Linked DNA regions of Callithrix jacchus: region 2 is linked to region 1. The links are chromatin contacts, called in public Hi-C maps. All regions are on one chromosome and are shown on one strand. The core of a region is the stretch at or near the end of the contact, and the rest is flanking DNA. Distances in the headings are between cores, read along the strand shown. Region 1 holds the start of ARHGAP5 (Rho GTPase activating protein 5). Region 2 overlaps AKAP6 (A-kinase anchoring protein 6).

What was found. Hi-C and Micro-C count contacts between places; a contact is called where the count stands out from the background.
Region 2: a Hi-C map of skeletal muscle shows a contact between it and region 1, with 5 times the contacts expected there. The contact joins the enhancer-like site here to the promoter of ARHGAP5 in region 1. A contact is called at or near these places in 2 of 3 Hi-C or Micro-C datasets (both in skeletal muscle).

What each region holds. Positions count from the first base shown.
Region 1 is chr8:66,550,119-66,554,183 of calJac240_pri, forward strand. ARHGAP5 (Rho GTPase activating protein 5) reads left to right here and starts at 1,551. Exons shown (of 7, transcript XM_017977045.4): 1 at 1,551-1,949.
Region 2 is chr8:67,032,472-67,036,692 of calJac240_pri, forward strand. All of the region lies in intron 5 of AKAP6 (A-kinase anchoring protein 6), which reads left to right. It overlaps LOC100896903 (a long non-coding RNA gene), which reads right to left. Exons shown (of 3, transcript XR_144271.6): 2 at 1,818-1,877. Among named protein-coding and RNA genes, the nearest start is that of AKAP6, 250 kb to the left of the region's middle. Within about 2 kb of position 1,395, at least 1 of the 16 cell types and tissues checked has an H3K27ac peak or open chromatin away from gene starts, as enhancers often do. A contact at or near this core is called in skeletal muscle, where this site is marked.

The DNA of each region.
Region 1 (4,065 bases), core at 301-2,800:
TTTTTTAAACCATCTTCTGGTGTATTCATTATGAGAAAATGAGATTTCAAGTCTTCCCTGCCTCCAATATCATGTCCTATAACTGAGTATTACACCTTTTTAGTGTTTTCTTTAAAAGCCCTGATATATTTGGCTTTGGTTTATGTTGATACATATTCATGGTTATTAAAATTTCTGATTATTTGGGATATAATTTTTAAGGTATCTTTAAGGTATTCACTCTATAGTACTTAACATTTTATTCAGGTTATGACTTTGAACTGGCTTCATGTATTCTTAAGGGCTTTTAGTACAAAGATAAAAACATGCGTTGGAATGCATTAACTTTCCAACCTATATAAGTGGTGTAGATACCTATGACATTACTACTACATTTTGATGGTTGGACCACCCATCAAATTCCCTTTTCTCCTTTTTTACTTCTTTTTCTCCCTTCTGTTTACTTTCATTGTTAAGTTTCCTTCCCCATCCTTCTTTCCTACCTATAATTTGTAACTGAAAGAAGTACCTACAGATCTTACTTAACCTACTCTTAACCTACTTGGTAGGCAGCATTCAGATGCAAGCAAGTGGCTTGAATAAGGGATTATAGTCACGGCTTTTAGAAATTAGGGAGCAAGAGACATATAGAAAAATTTTAAATGTCTCTTGCCTTTATTAAGTTTACCTTTGAGAAATATGAAGAGGGGCAGGAGGATGGAAAAATGAACAGAATTTCTGCTGGAATATTGTGACAGATTTACTGACAAATATTTTCTAACAGATTTTTACCAACAGGCAGTTTTTGTTTTCTTTACTGACAGACCGTAAATGTACTTCTGGTTGGCAGCAGCTGCATCATTATAACACTAAAAAGCAACCTTGGCTAACTTCAGTACCTTATGTAACATAAAGAATAACTTGAATTTAAAATACTTTTTATATGTTAACTTTACTGACAATAAACTATTCTCAATGCAGGAAATAAATCTTTCCCCAAAGAGGAATTCCCCTTCAATTACTTTCTTTTAGACCTAACAAATTGGAATACATGTAGTTTTGCTCATTCTTTTATCTGCTGGCAAGTATTTTAAGTCTCCTGTGTAATGCAGATTCCGATGACCTCGAGAAAGTCACAGGAACTCAGTTTCTTCAATGGTAAAAAGCAAAGGCAGCGGTTTCCACCGTCCTTTCTCACTGCACCATTCAGCGTCAGTGCCCTCGTGAGAAATACACCCAAAGCCCAGTGTGCTGAACCCCCGAACTTATGAAATTTCTAAAAGTCTCAAAAAAGTAAATATGTTTAAGGCAGTATAATAAAAACCAGGTGGCCGACAGTTCCTAAAGTTGGGCGGTACTGGCGTGAACAGGGGTCTTTTGGGCCACCCTGAAACCCGCCCCAAGTCTTGGCTTCTCGCTCCACGTCTTGGCTTCTCACTTCACTTCCACAGAACCTGCTGAATCAGGGGCCTGCATCCCCGTGCCGTGCCGACAGAGAAATGGACTCCTCGCTCCCGTGGAGTTTCGTCTTCTGGGTGAGTGTGGCACCAGGTCCTGGGCGGGTGATGTCTGTAGTTGGTGAGCGATCCTCAGCCAGAAAACTGGCTGCACACAGGCGCAGACACGCGAACATGTCCCTGCGAACGAGCTTGGGCGCAGGTTTTCCTCCTCTGCATTCTCTAATACTCAGAGACCACAGGGGATTTATCGAGAAGCATTCGGTGCCCCTGCCCATTTGGAACGGCGAGCACAATATCAGGTTCCTTTGCAGTACAGTGGCTTCTCTGAATTACCACCAGAAACCGGAACAGAAGGAAATGGAGAAAGCAGGCGAGGTTCAGGGACGACGGCGCTCCGGGCAGCACGGCAGCAGCTTTCAAAGCTGGGAGGATGGTACTGAGGAGGAGCGGAATACGGAGAAATAGGGAAGCTGAGGAAAAATACTCACGCCAATGGGTAAAAGGGAAAAGGTGAGAAGGAATGGAGTAGGAGAGGGAACCAATGGGTGGGAGAGGCGGAGGAAGAAGGGGGAGGGGCAGAAGCCAATGGGGGAGCAGAGGGGAGGGGGGAAACGGAGGGGAGGAGGGAGCGGGGACGCGAGCGAGGACGCGGCCTCGCGCGCTCGCTCCTCTACCTCCGGCGGGATCGCTTGAGCCTTCCCAAGCTCCCGGGAGACGAGGGCAGGGGCGGGGCCGTGCTGGGCGCGCGGCGCGGGAGGCGTCGCGAGGTGAGGGGGCGGGGGCGGAGGATTGTGGGGCGGGCAACGCGGGTGCGCGCGCGCGCGCGCGTGTCCCGTCCAGGCTGAGCCGCCGCTCCGCCCCCGGTCGGGTGTGTGGCTGCGCGCGCCGGGAGAGATGCTGAGGTAAAGTTCGGGAGAGAGGGAGAGAAATCCGTCAGCGCGAGGGAGCCCGAGTGGCCGCCATTACTGAGCCCTGCGCGGCGGCGGGCGCTGGGGAAGGGGGGAGGGACGGGGCCGCCGCTGGTGGCAGGGAGGGAGGGAGGGTGGGTGAGCAGGCTGCGGGAGCTGTGGGGCTTAGGGTTTCGGGGCTTGTGTGTCGGGGAGGGCGGGGGGAGGTGGCTGAAGGGACGCGCCGCTCGGTGAGCGCGCCGGGGAAGAGGCGAGCAGAGAGTGGAGGAGGAGGTGGCGGCGGCGGGAGCGCTCCCCAGGAATGTCGCTGCCGCCGCCACCGCCGGGGCCGTTGCCGTTGAGGAGGAGACGGAGGAGACCGACGTTGTTAGGTAGGATCTTGCGGCCCCCGCTTCTCCGAGCCTGCCCGCCCCCTCACGGACGGGGACCTTCCCGCCTCTAGGTGCCCCGCTCGGTCGCCGCCGCCGGTTGTAACCAGTTGAAGGGGCTGGGGCCCCGCGGCCGCCGAGGGGAGCCTGGCGCCGCGCTCGGTTTTCGCAGGCCGGGCGGGCAGCAGCTGCGGCGTTAGGGATACGGTCGGCGTGAAGGGCAGAGAGGCCGGGGGAGGGGGTGCTTTCTCCACAGGTGACTGGGCCGGGGTCGGCAAAGGCCTGGTGCTGGCCTCGGATGGCCGGCCCCGCCAGGCGTCCACTCTCGGCCCGCCGCCCTCACTTGCCCGGGTCTCGAGTGGTCCGTGGGGAAGGGAGGTGGCGGTGTCCGTTGGCCGGGTTGCTGCTGTTAACGAGTTCCACCTGGAAGGGGGGACAGGGGGCGGGTGCAGATTCGCGGAAACACAGTCTTGGTTGCAAACTTAAAGGCATTGTAGGGGATCGGCCCTTTCACTTTCCCTCGTCTCCCCGACTCCTCCCTGGGTTCTCGTCACCAATTTTCCATCTGTTCTTGAAGCTTGGAGTAAGATATGAGAAGTTGGGCTGCGCAACCAGAGCCCAGAGTCCTGTGGGTTAACTGCGACTGGGTTGAGGCTTTGATACTGAGTTTTCGCTAGAATAACGTCCAGATTCTTCCTCTCTTTCCACTAAAGAAAAGTATTGGGTGGGGGTGGGGAGCCGCGCGGGAGCGCGCGCGCACTTATCCACACAGAAATACTCCCTCTCACCCTCCCTCTACAGCGTTATTAGAAATGCAAGTGAGGTGGAGGCTCGGGGTGTAGGTGAGGCTGAAAGGTGCACGGAAGTAAGGGCAAACTGTTATTAGGACGTTTAGTAAAATCCCAAGAAAGTTGTAGAGTAGACGCTTATACTTCTACCGTGTGATAGAAATTCGGCTTTGGCCATTGCTTAATAAATGGGAATAAATATTTTGAGACAGAGCAAGATAGGCATATAGATGGGTTTGTGCTCACAATTTTAAGTTTAAATTCTCATCGATCATTTGCTTTTTCCTTTGTGATGGGCAGCAAACAATTTTTTTTTTTTAATGTTCAAGTGTGAAACAGTAAATTACTTCTCTGTAGTTAGTAGTATTGTATTTGCTTATATTGCCTTCTACAGGTGTGTGTGGGCGGGGGTGGGGGGGCAGGGGAGGGCGGGTTTGTCAGTTCCACTTAAATCCAGAACCAATATTCAGTTAGAACAGAATGTTAGGTGGTGGTTATCCTCATGGAGAATCTCGTTATGGGAGATTGCTCTACATTTCCATTTAAAATGATTCTCCTAACA
Region 2 (4,221 bases), core at 145-2,644, 480 kb after region 1:
GTGCATATGGATAGAATAACCTGGGGGAAGAAAATACAGGTTTATTGAAAAAAGAGGAAAAAGTTAACAAATATATAACAGTAATAACATATTAATTATTAACATATATCAAGTATTTGTGTATGCAATCCTCACAACAACCCCTATGTTAACCGTATTTTATGGCTGAGGAGGAAGGCTGAGGAAGACCAGGCAGTCTGCTCTAGAACCCATACTATTAACTAAATGCCCTCATTCCTCTTCATGAGGAAGTGATCAGTAAGTACTGCATGTAAATACAGTGGTATTATAGAGAAGTAATAATACTAGTGGAGCTAGAATTTTCCTGGGCTGTTCTTGTGAAGTATTAAACCTTAAGTGGAGCTTTGAAGGATGTGCAGGATTCAGACAGATAAAGGAGAAGGAAGATGGCGTTTCAGGTAAGAGGAGCATAAACTAAAACACAGAGGTAGAAATGGCAATGAGCACAGATATGGGCATACACAGAGAGCTGTCCTGTTTGGAAGGTTTGTCATCAGAGATCAGTGAAAGTTTCCATACCTATAGTAGGTATGGAAAGGCCCTGAAGGCCACACCAAGGCAATTAGAATTTGTTCATCAGGCATCCACAGCAACTTCTCTGAAAGGGACTGACAATAATAACTAATACTTTTTTATTTATTTATTTATTTATTTATTTTTTTTTTTGAGACAGAGTTTCGCTCATTACCCAGGCTGGAGTGCAATGGCGCGATCTCGGCTCACCGCAACCTCCGCCTCCTGGGTTCAGGCAATTCTCCTGCCTCAGCCTCCCGAGTAGCTGGGATTACAGGCACGTGCCACCGTGCCCAGCTAATTTTTAGTAATTTTAGTAGAGACAGGGTTTCACCATGTTGACCAGGATGGTCTCGATCTCTTGACCTCGTGATCCACCCGCCTTGGCCTCCCAAAGTGCTGGGACTACAGGCGTGAGCCACCGCGCCCAGCCAATAACTAATACTTCTTAAGCTCTTATTTTGTGTTTGGCTCTGTACTAAGTATTTTACAAGCCTTGCTCTACTTAAGTCCTAAAAGGGAGGATTTTTTCAGATGAGGAAACTAAGACAGAATGTGATTAGAAAACTTACTCAAGTCTTCACAGCTGGTAAGTACAAAGCTGGGATTTGAACCCATACCCAGCATTCTTAAAGCAGTGTAGGCCATGGTCTCCTGTAGTCTTTCCAGAAGGGTTAATTGCCAATAAAAGAAAGATGGTCCTGGCAGCCATGGTGGTGACCAGGGTAGAGATATTGGCCTGTGGCAGCCAATCTGAGGAACTGCTGTGATATAGATCAGGCAAGTGGAATGGAGGGAAGTGTTGAGAAAGTGAATGAGTCCAGAAAACTGGTTCTAGACCTTGCTAGAAAGATTTCAGGAGCCATTTGGTGATTAAAGCCTGGTGTGGCTCACAGATTGGCATGTTTCATTCTGAGCCTTGTTTCATCTTTTGTAAAAAGAGATGTTTATGACTATGCTACCAACATCCAATTCATTTCACAGTTCTGCAAAAATGAAGCCAGGTTTTTAGCATCTGGAGACTGATCTGTCTTTCATAGAAGGAGACATTTGGATGGGTAGCTAGTTTGAGGTAGAGGTGGTGCAGGTAATTTTTTAAAAACTGTGCATAGATATTGAGTATATGATGAAACTTTTAAGAAGAAATGGTTTACAGGAAGTTAGAAATCCAAACTGGAGTTGGGATATGAGAGAAGGGCTAAAAGAATATCAAGTTTCTTCCTCAGGCCAGCCTCCTTTACTACATCAGATGAGGGCAGCTGCCAACCTCCAGGTCAACTGACCTTGGCTATCACACTCTGGCTTTGGTCTCCTCCATATAGTGACTCAGAGAAGCTGTCTGCCTGCAAAATATAATGACAGAGGATATTACTTAACATCTTCTTTATACGAGGCATCTGCTAGGCACTATACCTGTAATAACTCTCCCATCAAATTCTTATGACCGCCATCTAAGGTAGGTTTTTAATCCTATATTAACCACTTCTCTCCTGCTTTATTCTGGTCCCAGCCACCATCACCTCCTTCCTGGATTACTGCAGTGGCCTCCTAACTGGTCTCTCTGCTTCTATTCTGCTCCCACTATAGTCTATTTCCAACAGAATAGTTAGAGTGATCCTTTTAAAAGGTAAATCAGATTATGTCATCCCTCTGCTCAAAACTCTGCAATAGAGGGTTGCCAATATTCAAGGGTCCTACATGGGCTTTTCCCCTGATTTCCTCTCTGACCTCATTTCCAACTACTTTTTTCCATGCTCACTTCAATCCCTCCCCCCGACCTCTTTCTGTTCCTAGAATGTGCTTGACATGCTTCTTGCCTTTAGGACCATTGTCAGCTGCTTCTGTCTACATCTTCTCCAGAAGATGCCCTCATTTATAATTCCTTCACTGGTTCCAAGTCTCTGCTCAAATATTACCTTCTCAGAGAGGTCTTCCCTGACCATCTTTTAAAAGGTGTAACCCAGTTGGGTGCCATGGCGCATGCCTGTAACCCCAGCATTATGGGAGGCTGAGGTGGGCAGATCACTGGAGGTCAGGAGTTTGAGACCAGCCTAGCCAACATGGTGAAACCCCATCTCTACTAAAAATATAAAAATTAGCCAGGCTTGATGGTGTGCACCTCTAATCCCAGCTACTCTGGAGGCTAGGGCAGGAGAATCACTTGAACCCAGAAGGTGGTGGTTGCAGTGAGCTGAGAGCATGCCACTGTACTCCAGCCTAGGCAACAGAGCAAGACTCAGTCTCAGAAAAAAAAAAAAAAATGAAAGGTGTAACCTGACCTCTTTTTCTTTCTTTTATAGATCTCACCACATTCTGTAATTTTATATAATTTTCTAATTATTATTTTTGGTCTGTCTCCCTCTGCTAGAATGGGAACTTTGTGAGGGCAGGAATATTTATCTGTTTAGTTTGCTAATGAATCTCATGTCCCTAGAACAATGCCTGGTATATAGTAAGTGCTCAATAAAGACTATTGAATGAATGAATCTCCATTTTAGAGCAGAGGAAACTGAGTTTAGAAAGGTGAACCACTTTTCCTATGCAGCACAGTTAGTAAGTCACAGAGCCAGGCTCCAGGCCACCATCTGCTTTATTCCTCCCATAAGATAAAGACTTGAGAATAGATGGATTCCCTGAAAGAAGGAGGCTAGATGAAGAAAAGAAGAGGGATTGATGAATGAGATTCAAGCTGTAGCCCAGTTATGAGAGAGGAACAAGGAAGAGATCCAGTTGTGAGGACCAGAAGGGACAGAGAGAATTCTTGGGTATTAAATGGAGAGAGAAAGAGATACTAAATAAAATGGTCATCAGCTTTGTTCTTTGCAAAAGGTAGATCAAGAAGAATAAAGACTAAGGGGGGAAAATCTATTAACTGAAAGAGTTAATGAAGACCTTAGAAAAATACTGACTTAATGAAGGAATGAAAGTAGAAGCTGGATTGCAGGTAATTCAGAAGTGAAAAAGAATAATTCCTAGTATTTCCAGGCATTAGATTGAAAACACAGTATGAGGCAAAGGGCAGTAGTTAAAAGTAAAGTCAAAAGTTTCTTTTTTAAAAAGTTGACGCTTGTTTGAAGGCAGAGAGATTGAAGGAGCTAGAAAGGGTATGTAAATGTGGACACACTGAGAAAGAGGGGAGGGTATGTGGAACCCATGGGGAGAATTATGGCCTGATAGAAAGAATGATCAAATACTGAAAAATGTGTCCTGCTTCTAATTCCACTTCTGTCAAACGGAGAGTGAAGTCCATTCACTCTTCATGCCAAAGTGCTCTACTCTGTCTTTGAGTCACACAGAGCAGAAGGCGGAAGTACACAGAAGCCCAGTAACAGCCAGACTGTGGGGCTATGACAGAATCTCCAGTAGGCTCCTGTCAGACCCCACACCTCACATTTGTGTCTTTTTATAATAGGCTAATTTTGTAAACCAAAATATTTCTTTATTCTTTGGAAAAATTAATTTTTAAAGAGATAATATATTCACATGGTTTAAAATTACAGACATTTAAAAATACTCAGTAAAGCTCCCTCTCATCCTTATCACTCCATCTTGAGTTCTCACTTCACCATACATGATCACTGTCATTTTTAGTACTTACATATTTTTTAAGAAGGCCTTTACATAGATTAGCCAATGAAAACAAAATTTTAAGGGAATATTTTTAAAACTGGGGAATCAGTTGCAACC